Regions from separate parts of the Bicyclus anynana genome. Here region 2 is linked to region 1. Evidence: chromatin contacts called from public Hi-C data. All regions are on one chromosome and are shown on one strand. Each heading gives the region's core, a stretch centred on a gene start, on an enhancer-like site or on the middle of the called end of the contact. The rest is flanking DNA. Distances are from core to core; before and after follow the strand shown.

Region 1 (5,145 bases), core at 1,906-4,405:
CAGGACAGGACGTAAGCGCATTTTTAAATACAGCAAGCATTCTTATAATACACTAGCTGACGCCACGCGGTTTCACCAGCGTGGTTCCTGTTCCCGTAGGAATATAGGGATAATATGTAGCCTATAGCTTTCCTCGATAAATGGGCTATCTGACACTGAAATAATTTTTCAAATCGGACCAGTAGTTCATGAGATTAGCGCGTTCAATCAAACAAACAAACAAACAAACTCTTCAGATTTATAATATTAGAAGAAGAAGAAGAAGATATTAGAACTAGAAGAGTAAAATAAAATGGATTTTTTTTTACTATTTGCAGTTTGCTTGCTGAAAATGCTGATATTCTAGTCTAATCGCTTATTTACTATTTCCACTCCCATCACTATGTTAGGTGGAAATAGTATTTCAAAAATGCAAATAAAAGGTCTCATCAAAACAGATACAAAAGATATCTACTCTACTGCAGTCAAGTTACCTACATTACTTTACACTTTTTATAACGACAAATGTTATCGCGTGTGAAAAATGCACAGCGCCATCTAGTGTTGAACGAATAAATTAGTACCTAAAAATGTCAATGTAACTTGACATCGCCCCAGCGCAGGATAGCGAGTAATAGGGTAGTTGACTCATATCAAATTAAATTTAAACAATATTAATTTCGTGTAGTACATGGAATAAGGGTCCGAAATTTATCGATATCAATTCATAAAAGTTAAGGATTTCTTTTAAAACTTAATTTAATTATCACGTATTTTTTTCAAATTTTCCAAACGTCAAAAATGCTGTCGTCATTTTGTGACGTCACTAACACCCTTGATGTACTAAACGTCGAACTAATTGTTATCAATAGTAATATTATAAAGCTAAAGAGTTTGATTGTTTGTTTGAAAGCGCTAATCTCAGAAACTACTACTCCGATTTGAAAAAATCTTTCAGGGTTAGATATCCCGTTTATCGAGGAAGGCTATAGGCTATATTTTATCCCGGTATTCCAACGGGAACGGGAACCACACGGGAGAAGCCGCGCGGCGTCTACTAGTCTAATATATTTGTCAAACGCTCCATTTGTATGGGATTTATTGTAGTGACGTCAAGAAACAGTAGTAATATAGACTGTCATAGCCGACAGGCGTTTTGGCTCGTATTGTCAAAAACATATTTAAAAACTTAAATTTACATGTAATCACGTCTCAAAAAAATATGAAATTTTTTTAGTCTAGTAAAACGATAATGAGCTATTTAAGACCATTTAAAAAAAAGTGTCAACTAGCCTATTGTAGTCCGCGCGGGGCACTTTAATTGACATCCACTGCACCCTTAGACCGAAGGGCCTCAGTTCCGAAAGGGGCTGGGAGAAAACGAACAGGGGAGCAAGATCCCCGCGACTTACCCGAGCAAGGAGGTTAAGCCTCGAGGCCCAAGATTTATCATCTGGGAGGAGATGACCTGCCCGTAATGTAAGGCCGAACTAGCTGCCGCCCCGCAGTTTTACTCGCGTAGTTCACATTCTAAATTACGTCAGTCGGTTCAATATTAGAATTAACATGCTTAGCATATTATTAATTCTAATATTGATCCGAGTGACCTCCCAATGATGATACATGTAACTATTATGCAAAGCACGTATTCATTGAAAGGGCATCGACAGGAAACCTTGAGTTTCGAAATTGATTACAGAACACGCAGGTTATTAATAAATACTAAATAAGGTATCTTCTTGACGCATTGACGTCTACATCGCAGAAGGTATTTTGCTAGTTGACTATGGATTCGGTAATGACAAACTGTAGAAAAACCGGCATATACCTAGGTACTTTATTAGAAATGTGGATAAATAGGACAGACAGATTATCGAACTGATGCAGTTCTTATACGAGTAGCTACATCTATAGTATGCGCATTATCATCTGAGTCGTCCGGTCATAAAAGTCAAAAAAGATAGGAATGTGCAGCGCGCCTACCTGCGCACCCTAATTATCGATAAACGGCTACCTGCGCACGTGCTAATGATGAGTCAATAATGATTTGGACGATTCTGATTGGTCGGTTTCTAATGTAATTGCATTGCGTATTTTTTTTGCTATAAATGTGTTTACTGCAATTAAATAAATACATTCATGTGTTACTCGTTGCGCACTATGGATACTAATATATAATAAATTTGGCAGAAGACGAAGATTCTGATGATGAAGACTCAGATGAAGATTAATTTTATTTAGTTAATAATTATATAATATGAAATATGTATTATATTAAATCAAATATTGTTAATTTTTTTAATTTTGTGAACAAGATACGATAATAAACTTTACTTATCGATAATATGTCTTTCATTGTTACACCCTTCACTAGACGGCTCCATAAGACCCATAAGTGCAAGCGAGATAGATATAGAGAAATGATTTATGGCCCTAAGACTCAGTTGTTAATGCTATTAGTATAGCAGTGGGTTGCCATTTTGACTTTGACTGTATAATTATTTAGGAATATAATTTTGATATTTACGAATTAATTGTAGCTATAAGAAGACCAGAGACGTGATAACCCAGTGGATATGACCTCTGCCTTCGATTCGGAGGGCGTAGATTCGAATTCGTTCCGGGGCATCCCCATCTAACTAATTAGTTATGTGCATTTTAAGAAATTAATTAACACGTGTTTCAAACGGTGAAGGAAAAACATCGTGAGGAAACCTACATATAATTTTCTTAATTTTCTACGTGTGTGAAGTCTGGCGATCCGCATTTGGCCAGCGCGGTGGACTAAGGCCTAAATCATGAAAGGAGACTCGTGCTCAACAGTGAGCCGAATATGGGTTATTAATGACGATAAAAAGACCTACCGATAAGCCATCTTTTTAGGCCGTTTTATGGACATTTGTGGTCTAGGAACTTCCAAGTTATAATCTAAGTAGACTGGTATTCGAAGACTTCAGCACCCATGCCCTAACAGTTTCCGCATAGGGAGACCTTAAACTCGAACTGAATCAAATAAGTTCTACTACAACTGTTGTCTCATTTTGTTCCGGTAACACTACATTAGCTTTGTTGTCCGAAAATTTAGCCAAAATTAGCGTTACGTCACCTGGGGCCTCGTTAGTGGCACACAACAGCTTTGTCGGCGACAATAATTGCACGCAGCGGTGTTACTTCACTTGTTCCGCAATTAAACTGAGTTACAAAGGTAGTTAGCGTTACCGCCAGTTTACTGTGGATACATAATATGCCTACTTAGATAATTATCGGACTGTCCGTTAAGGCCAGGCATACTTTGGACACAATTTATGTGCGTAATCAAATTTTCCCTATATTTAAGGTCAATTCATGTCCCACGGAAAATGCTTATTGACAAAAGAAATCCGTTGAGGTTCGAGTTCACCGACATTCGTTTAAACAGTTTAAATAAGTTATACGCCGTTTAGTCCAAATTTTCTATTCACCACAGCCCATATGCCGGTTAAGGACGTCATCGTCACGTTTACGTCGTGTAAACGTCGTTTAAATGAAAGTGAACTCGGGTCTTAATGTGTTAAGCGCGCATTTAGTAAACGGTATGATTGGCAGCCAAAAGGCATGGTCATGCATTTTCCTTTTTCTTTGAACCAAGCCTTGAAGTAACTATAGATACCTAGTACTTATGGGATGACGTTGAGTTATAGTTAGTGAAGCTAGAACTAATTATCCGCACTTGCTAAGATAAATATGATAAAACATTGATTTATTTATTAGACCAAACAAAGTGCCTCTAAAAAAGTGTAAAACAAAACATTTTGGTAATTTCTGTAAACGCATTATTTCTAATCAATTAAACCAATTATCACGCTGTTTATTTAAAACTTCCGTGTCGTTACAATCGCTAAGCAGTAACGTAAAAATGTTTTCTGAATTACCTGACAAACCAACGAATTCCATTCGGTGATGTGTCCGCAAAATTATTACTTGCGGCCCAACAAAACAAACAACTCTCAATAACGAGTTGAAGATCAAATAAACGTCATGTTTAACATAACATTGGAATGATGCAGTGTTTTTTTAGTTCACTAGAGATCGATCTATAGCGGATCCACCGCGGGCTAAAACGGAGAAAGTCGATAAACGATAAAATTGTGCAATTCCTTTTCACCTATCGTCGGTGACTAATCATTACCGTATACAGACAGCTTTTGAGACACGAAATAAATTTTCATTACCGCAATAAACGGTGACTTGCGAAACAACCGAAATTACCGTAAGTACCTATTGCATAATAATAATGACAACTTAACCAAGTGGGTAGTTAGCAGACAACCAAACGACGCAGAATACATTAGTGACAAACTTTGTAAAAGTAATCATATAAATGAATAAATGAATAAGTTATGTATTTCGAAACAATGATGTTAGAAGAAAAAAAACAGGTAGATAGGTTACATAAACCACATTCGATGTTTACAACTGGCACACAAAATTTATTTAAGCGGAGCTATGACAGTGCTGCGACTGAGCTTAGGTTTGCTAATTAGCACAGTTTTAACGTGCCACTTGCGGTCCGCGTATAACCTATCTACCCCTTTTTTTCTAACATCATTGATTATCTACCTACCTCCTTTTTCTTCTACACATCATTGATTATCTATCTACCCCTTTTTTCTTGTAACAATATTGATTTCTAAATATATTATATTATAGGACTCAAAAGGTGATTACAAATATAAGAAAACTAATGTCGAACAAAGGTTATGATTCACAACACTTGTCAGGACAACTTAATTAGCAAATCAAACTGTAACCAAAAAAAGAGCCTAGAATGGCAGAGAATGACCTTGAGTGAAGTCACGTACTTGCGAACGATGTGTGTAGGGTTAAAGGCGCCTTTGACTGTATACAAACACTCCCCTTTTCCACTCAAGTCACTCTCCCCGCGTATCCCAAGTAACCCATAAAGAATTTCACAACAAGAGATGTGGACGGCTCGAACGCCACGTGCACACTGAAGCCAACACGAGATCGAGCGACGTCATATCCGTCACAGACTACTATTTCCAACACTAAACGGCGATAACAATTATAATATAAAGCATTAGCAATCAACAACATATTTCTTAATTGTTACTTTACTCTTTAAAGCAATAAAAAATTACAGTAGTAACACATTTACTATTTATA
Region 2 (5,035 bases), core at 1,803-4,302, 90 kb after region 1:
CAGATTTCACCTATTTCTGATAAAAACACGGAAAACACGAGCGAGTAAGGAAGACTGACGCGGAATTGATGGGCGATTTCAACTAGAGATCCCAATCTTCATAAACATGTAACAAAGCATGAAAACTCTCGTAATGTCTATATAATCAAATACGTAACTAATTTAAGATATTATTAGCATTTCCCTACTTCACGATAGCATTTAACGATTAAACGCAGCAGGCGGCGCAGGACCACCGTTCTGTAAGGTGATCCCTACAAAAATGACTATTAACTGATATAATGCTAATACTGATAATAACGATAACAATCTAAACTAATCAAATATAAGGTGGCGAATGATGTAAACATAGTGTAAGCTATTGACGCAAATTTTGTAAGTACCCCTTAAAAACGTCCCTGTAGCACACCCCATTTCTCATTTCACCGACAACCGGATTGTTCTTTGTGCACTTTTAAAGCGAAACACAGTTCAATCAATATATATTTTAATAATTTACAAGTACTGTAGTACCAAAATCCTATGGAGATAAAAACATATTATGTGAGGGTGCTCAGTTATATAACAATCTGCCAAACTCCATTAAGGAGTTAAACAACATAAAAGCATTCAAGAAATCGATTAAATCCTACACCTTCACAAACTTGGACAAAATATTGAAAAAACAATGTAATTAAAATTTTGTTCCAATAATGCATGCTGTCTGCAAAAATGACGATATGTTAACTCTAAGTTAAGTGAACAGTACGTTCTTTTTTGGAGAAATAAATATCTTTAAACCGAAATGTATGTGCGATTGATTTTGACCGGGCAAGGTGCTTAGCAGTTGTGGTGGAAGTGATACAAGCTATTTCTTATTACGATGTTTCACATCGCGGCTATGATGTAGATCTAAAATAAATAATTAAATACCGAAAAAACCGAAACAAGGGGACCGGGAAGTTGCGAGGCCCCGCTAATTTTACATTAGATTCCTTTTATCTACTTAATAGTTTTGAAAGTAGAAATCGTCCACTGTCTAATGATTGTAGAAGAAAGCTTTTTGTTATTCTAGATTCACTATTAGTCTACTCTTTACTTTATAAGTTACTCATAATCTAGTTCTGTCGTCGTAATTACTACAAATAGACACATTTTATCAAATATTTTCTGTGCAGGCAATTCAATAACCATAAGAATTATTTAGTACTACCTATAAAACCACTGGCAAATGGCAACACATTACTGTTTACCTTTTTAATCCGCATAATTATTAATGTCCATGCAACTAATTATAACTACATTGAACTATAACACACCCAATTCAGACAGGAATCATTGATCGCTATTTTCTTATTTTCGCGGTTTTTCTTTCCTTTAATCTTGTTTGTACTTAACAATTTAAAAAATCAATCAGGAAGCTTTGTTGCAAAATTTGTAATCTACCTCTTTGTTAGTGTAGTGTACACGTCAAACGGATAAGCCGTTTTGGAGCGAAATATCAAAACATCACTTTCTAATTACAATTTTCATCAAAAACATTTCAATTGTTCTAAATAACAGAGTAATTAGCGACTTCATTCGGTTACTTCCTATTCCATAATAATTACCTGTGAAAAATTATGGAACACCGTTCAGAGTCAAAGGTTAGCGTGAATCCAATTTTCAGATTCAATGACTAAAGGTTAAAAAAGTTATAATATTTTTTTAGTTCTGGTGTTTTTTTCATCGCTCCGTATATTAATTCGTAGGTTTTTATTATTATTCAACATCAGACTCTCTGTTTTTGCTCCTGTATTCTATTAGTTATAGATGTCATGTCATATCATGTAGCGAGTTAATTTTGGAAACTAATTGGAAGGCAATTAGCGAGACATGTGACCCGAGACCATCCCTCAAGCGAATCCAATTACCTCATATAGTTCGAATGCCATACTGGCGGTATACATTTTAATAGGAGTATATAATTAATGCTTGTTTGTAAATTGAATAGCCTAAATATGGGAGGTAAATCAGTTTATTTACGAGTAGGTATTATATGGCTATCCACACTAATAATATACATGCGAAAGTAAGTCTGTCTGTCCGCTAAACGGCTGAACCGATCAAAATGAATTTGAAGATAAATGGGAAGGTCCCAGAGCAGAATATAGGCTACTTTTTATCCTTAATATAAAAAAAAGGGGGTTGAAATAGGGGTTGAAAGTTTTTATGTAAAGTCAAGTAAAATATAATAGAAAAGATCAAATAAAATATGATAGAAAAGAATAGAATATAGTAGAATAGAAAACCCGAACCCCGAACCCCGTTAAAAGGATGAATTTTAAAATTTCTTAAATCACATTAATTTTTTTCATGAAATTTTTCACAATCTTAATATATAAATGTCAAAGGTCATTCATCACGAAATCTCGAAGCTGCTTGATGTTCAAAGCTGAAAATTGGCAGGGAGGTAGTTTATAGTTAGTAGGTAGGTAGGGCTTAATTAAAGAGGTCTAAGGGCGGACGAAGTCGCGGGCGTCCGCTAGTATAAAATAAAACTAGCGCTACGAAAAATAGGACCTGAATATCAATGAAACGTGGCTAAACGGGAAATAATATTTGTTGAGTTTTGGGTTGCGTGCGCTTTATAATCGAATGAAGATGACGGAATTGTTTCCCTTTTAACAGTAATAAAAATCCGCGAATTGTAATATACGCACAAGAATCACACTTACGGCCAGTTTCTTCATCGCAAGTAACACTCAAAGTAACGTCATAAATCAAAAGTGACGGTCTTATTCACTGAACAATAATGTCTTCTTTACTACTTACTACTTTTACTGTTACTTTAGCTTTACATGAAGAAACTGCCTGTTAGTCAGGGATCCCTGGCTAACTCCATAAGTATATGGATCGTAAATATGAAGTTTACGCAATGGTATGTTTAACTATTAGGGTTGCCTTTTGTAAGGGGTACCCACGCGGACGAAGCCGCCGGCGTTCGCTAGTACACAAATACATCGCGACATCTATTATAACAAGGATGTAGTTACCGTCAACCTCAAACGGACGTCAATGCACTGACGACACAGTGTTCTGCGGTTAGAAAACAGAAGAAACGGGGAAGTGTGGCATATCGGACGATTCTATACACTACACACTAATAGATGTCATTACAGTTATTATACATCGCAAATGTAACATGAAATTGTCTCACGGATGATGTAAGACGTTAGTAAGTACATAGAGCTGTAAGCAATAAGTGCGTACGAATGAAGCGGATGAAGTAAAGAATTGAATACGTATTTACGTAGGTACTTTCTATCTTTATTTTACTTTATCTTTTCACCCACCAGGTGACTGACTGACGACATCAAGCGAGTCGCAGGGATTCGCTGGATGCAAGTGGCTCAGTATCGTGATGTTTGGTAGTCCCTACAAAAGGTCTATGTCCTGCAGTGGACGTCCATCGAGTGACATGATGATGATGATCTTTTCATAGCTCAAACTAGCGGACGCCCGTGACGTCACCCACAATTAAATTGATGCTATCCACATACGATTCTTTATACAACGCGACTTTTGCTTCAAGTCGAGCCATCATGCACATCACGACTAACACACGATGAGTTTCATCATACGTCATGTCGACAGCGCTGCAGGCATGTGGGTATATCATTAGAAAATAAAATAGATGTAAGTTATATTTATAAAATTGATATGTGCAATCGCGGGCTTCTTTTGTAGATCTTTTAAGGTTTTGGCTGGTGGGAGGCCGTGGCTAGTTTACCCTTCCGGTAAAGACGTACCGCCAAGCGATTTAGTATTTGTACGAAGTCGTGTAGAAAGCGAAAGGGGTGTGGATTTTTATCCTAATCCTAACAAGTTAGCCTGCTTCCATCTTAGATCGCATCATCACTTACCATCAGGTGAGATTGTAGTCAAGGGCTAACTTGAAAAGAATAACAAACAAATACTTAAATATCTTTAAAAGAAGAATATTGCATGATATAAGATATTGTTCATCAATATTTAAAATAAATAATTTTTGCAAAGAATTCTACTTGACACTAAATTTCACTGCCTTGTTAGAAAGAAAATATAGTACACTTTCCTATGCAGTCGGGCAATATGTAGATACTAGAGAAAGTGACAAATTACCTATATGAAACCTGTACTCTTTTACATTCATGTGTATGTCCTGTGATTTAAGCCCACACGCAATGACGTGCATTACATACAGAAAAACACTATTTACCATACAAATTGGTTTAACACCTGTCTATACGATGGGCAGAGGACAACATGTCAAGTCTCTATTGAATTTGTCTTCTATGACGATGTATGTATCCTCCTAATCCTACTATAAACGCGAAAGTTTGTATGGATGTTTGGATGTATGTTTGGATGTTTGTTACTCTTTAACGCCGCTGCTACTGAAGCGATTTGGCTAAAATTTGGAATGGAAATGAATTTTACTCTGGATTAACACATAGGCTACTTTTTATCCCGAAAAAATCCATGGTTTCCCGAGATTATATTATAGCATGGATTAACACATAGGCTACTTTATATCCCAGAAAAATCCATGGTTCCCGAGAGATTTGTGAAAAACTAAATTCCAAATGGACGAAGTCGCGGGCGTCCTCTAGAATAATATAAATAGATATGCGATGGTTTTTGATTTGTGATCAGCAGGCAAATTCATTTACCTACAAAAGTACATATACACGAGCTAACTACCTATTGTTAACAATTCTCAAGTTACATGGTTTCTTATTCACTATTTGTTTATTACTAACTGTGGTGTGATTACGCTATTTCATACTCGTCGATGTAGTATTCGCCCATAACAAGTTTGAACTTTAATTCTATGGGATGTCAAAAATAAAACTTCACTATAGCTTGGCAAATTTGTTCGAAACACTCCCGATGGTCCGCGCGGGCCGGGAGGGGGGTAGCGATGCACCGCGCGCACGACTTCGCACCCGCTCAGCCCTTTCCCCCCGTCGCCCGCATATCATGGGTGTGTCATCAACGAACTTACCAAGCTATAACAAAGAAGTTGCCATGG

The links. Hi-C and Micro-C count contacts between places; a contact is called where the count stands out from the background.
Region 2: a contact with region 1 is called in a Hi-C map of whole body, with 1.9 times the contacts expected there. The contact joins two enhancer-like sites. A contact is called at or near these places in 2 of 2 Hi-C or Micro-C datasets (whole body and whole larva).

The regions. Positions count from the first base shown.
Region 1 is chr9:4,372,071-4,377,215 of ilBicAnyn1.1, forward strand. All of the region lies in intron 3 of LOC112047276 (shootin-1), which reads right to left. Among protein-coding and RNA genes, the nearest start is that of LOC112044588, 50 kb to the left of the region's middle. Within about 2 kb of position 3,156, at least 1 of the 8 cell types and tissues checked has open chromatin away from gene starts, as enhancers often do.
Region 2 is chr9:4,462,224-4,467,258 of ilBicAnyn1.1, forward strand. The region is part of intron 1 of LOC112047276 (shootin-1); the gene reads right to left. Among protein-coding and RNA genes, the nearest start is that of LOC112047276, 12 kb to the right of the region's middle. Within about 2 kb of position 3,053, at least 3 of the 8 cell types and tissues checked have open chromatin away from gene starts, as enhancers often do.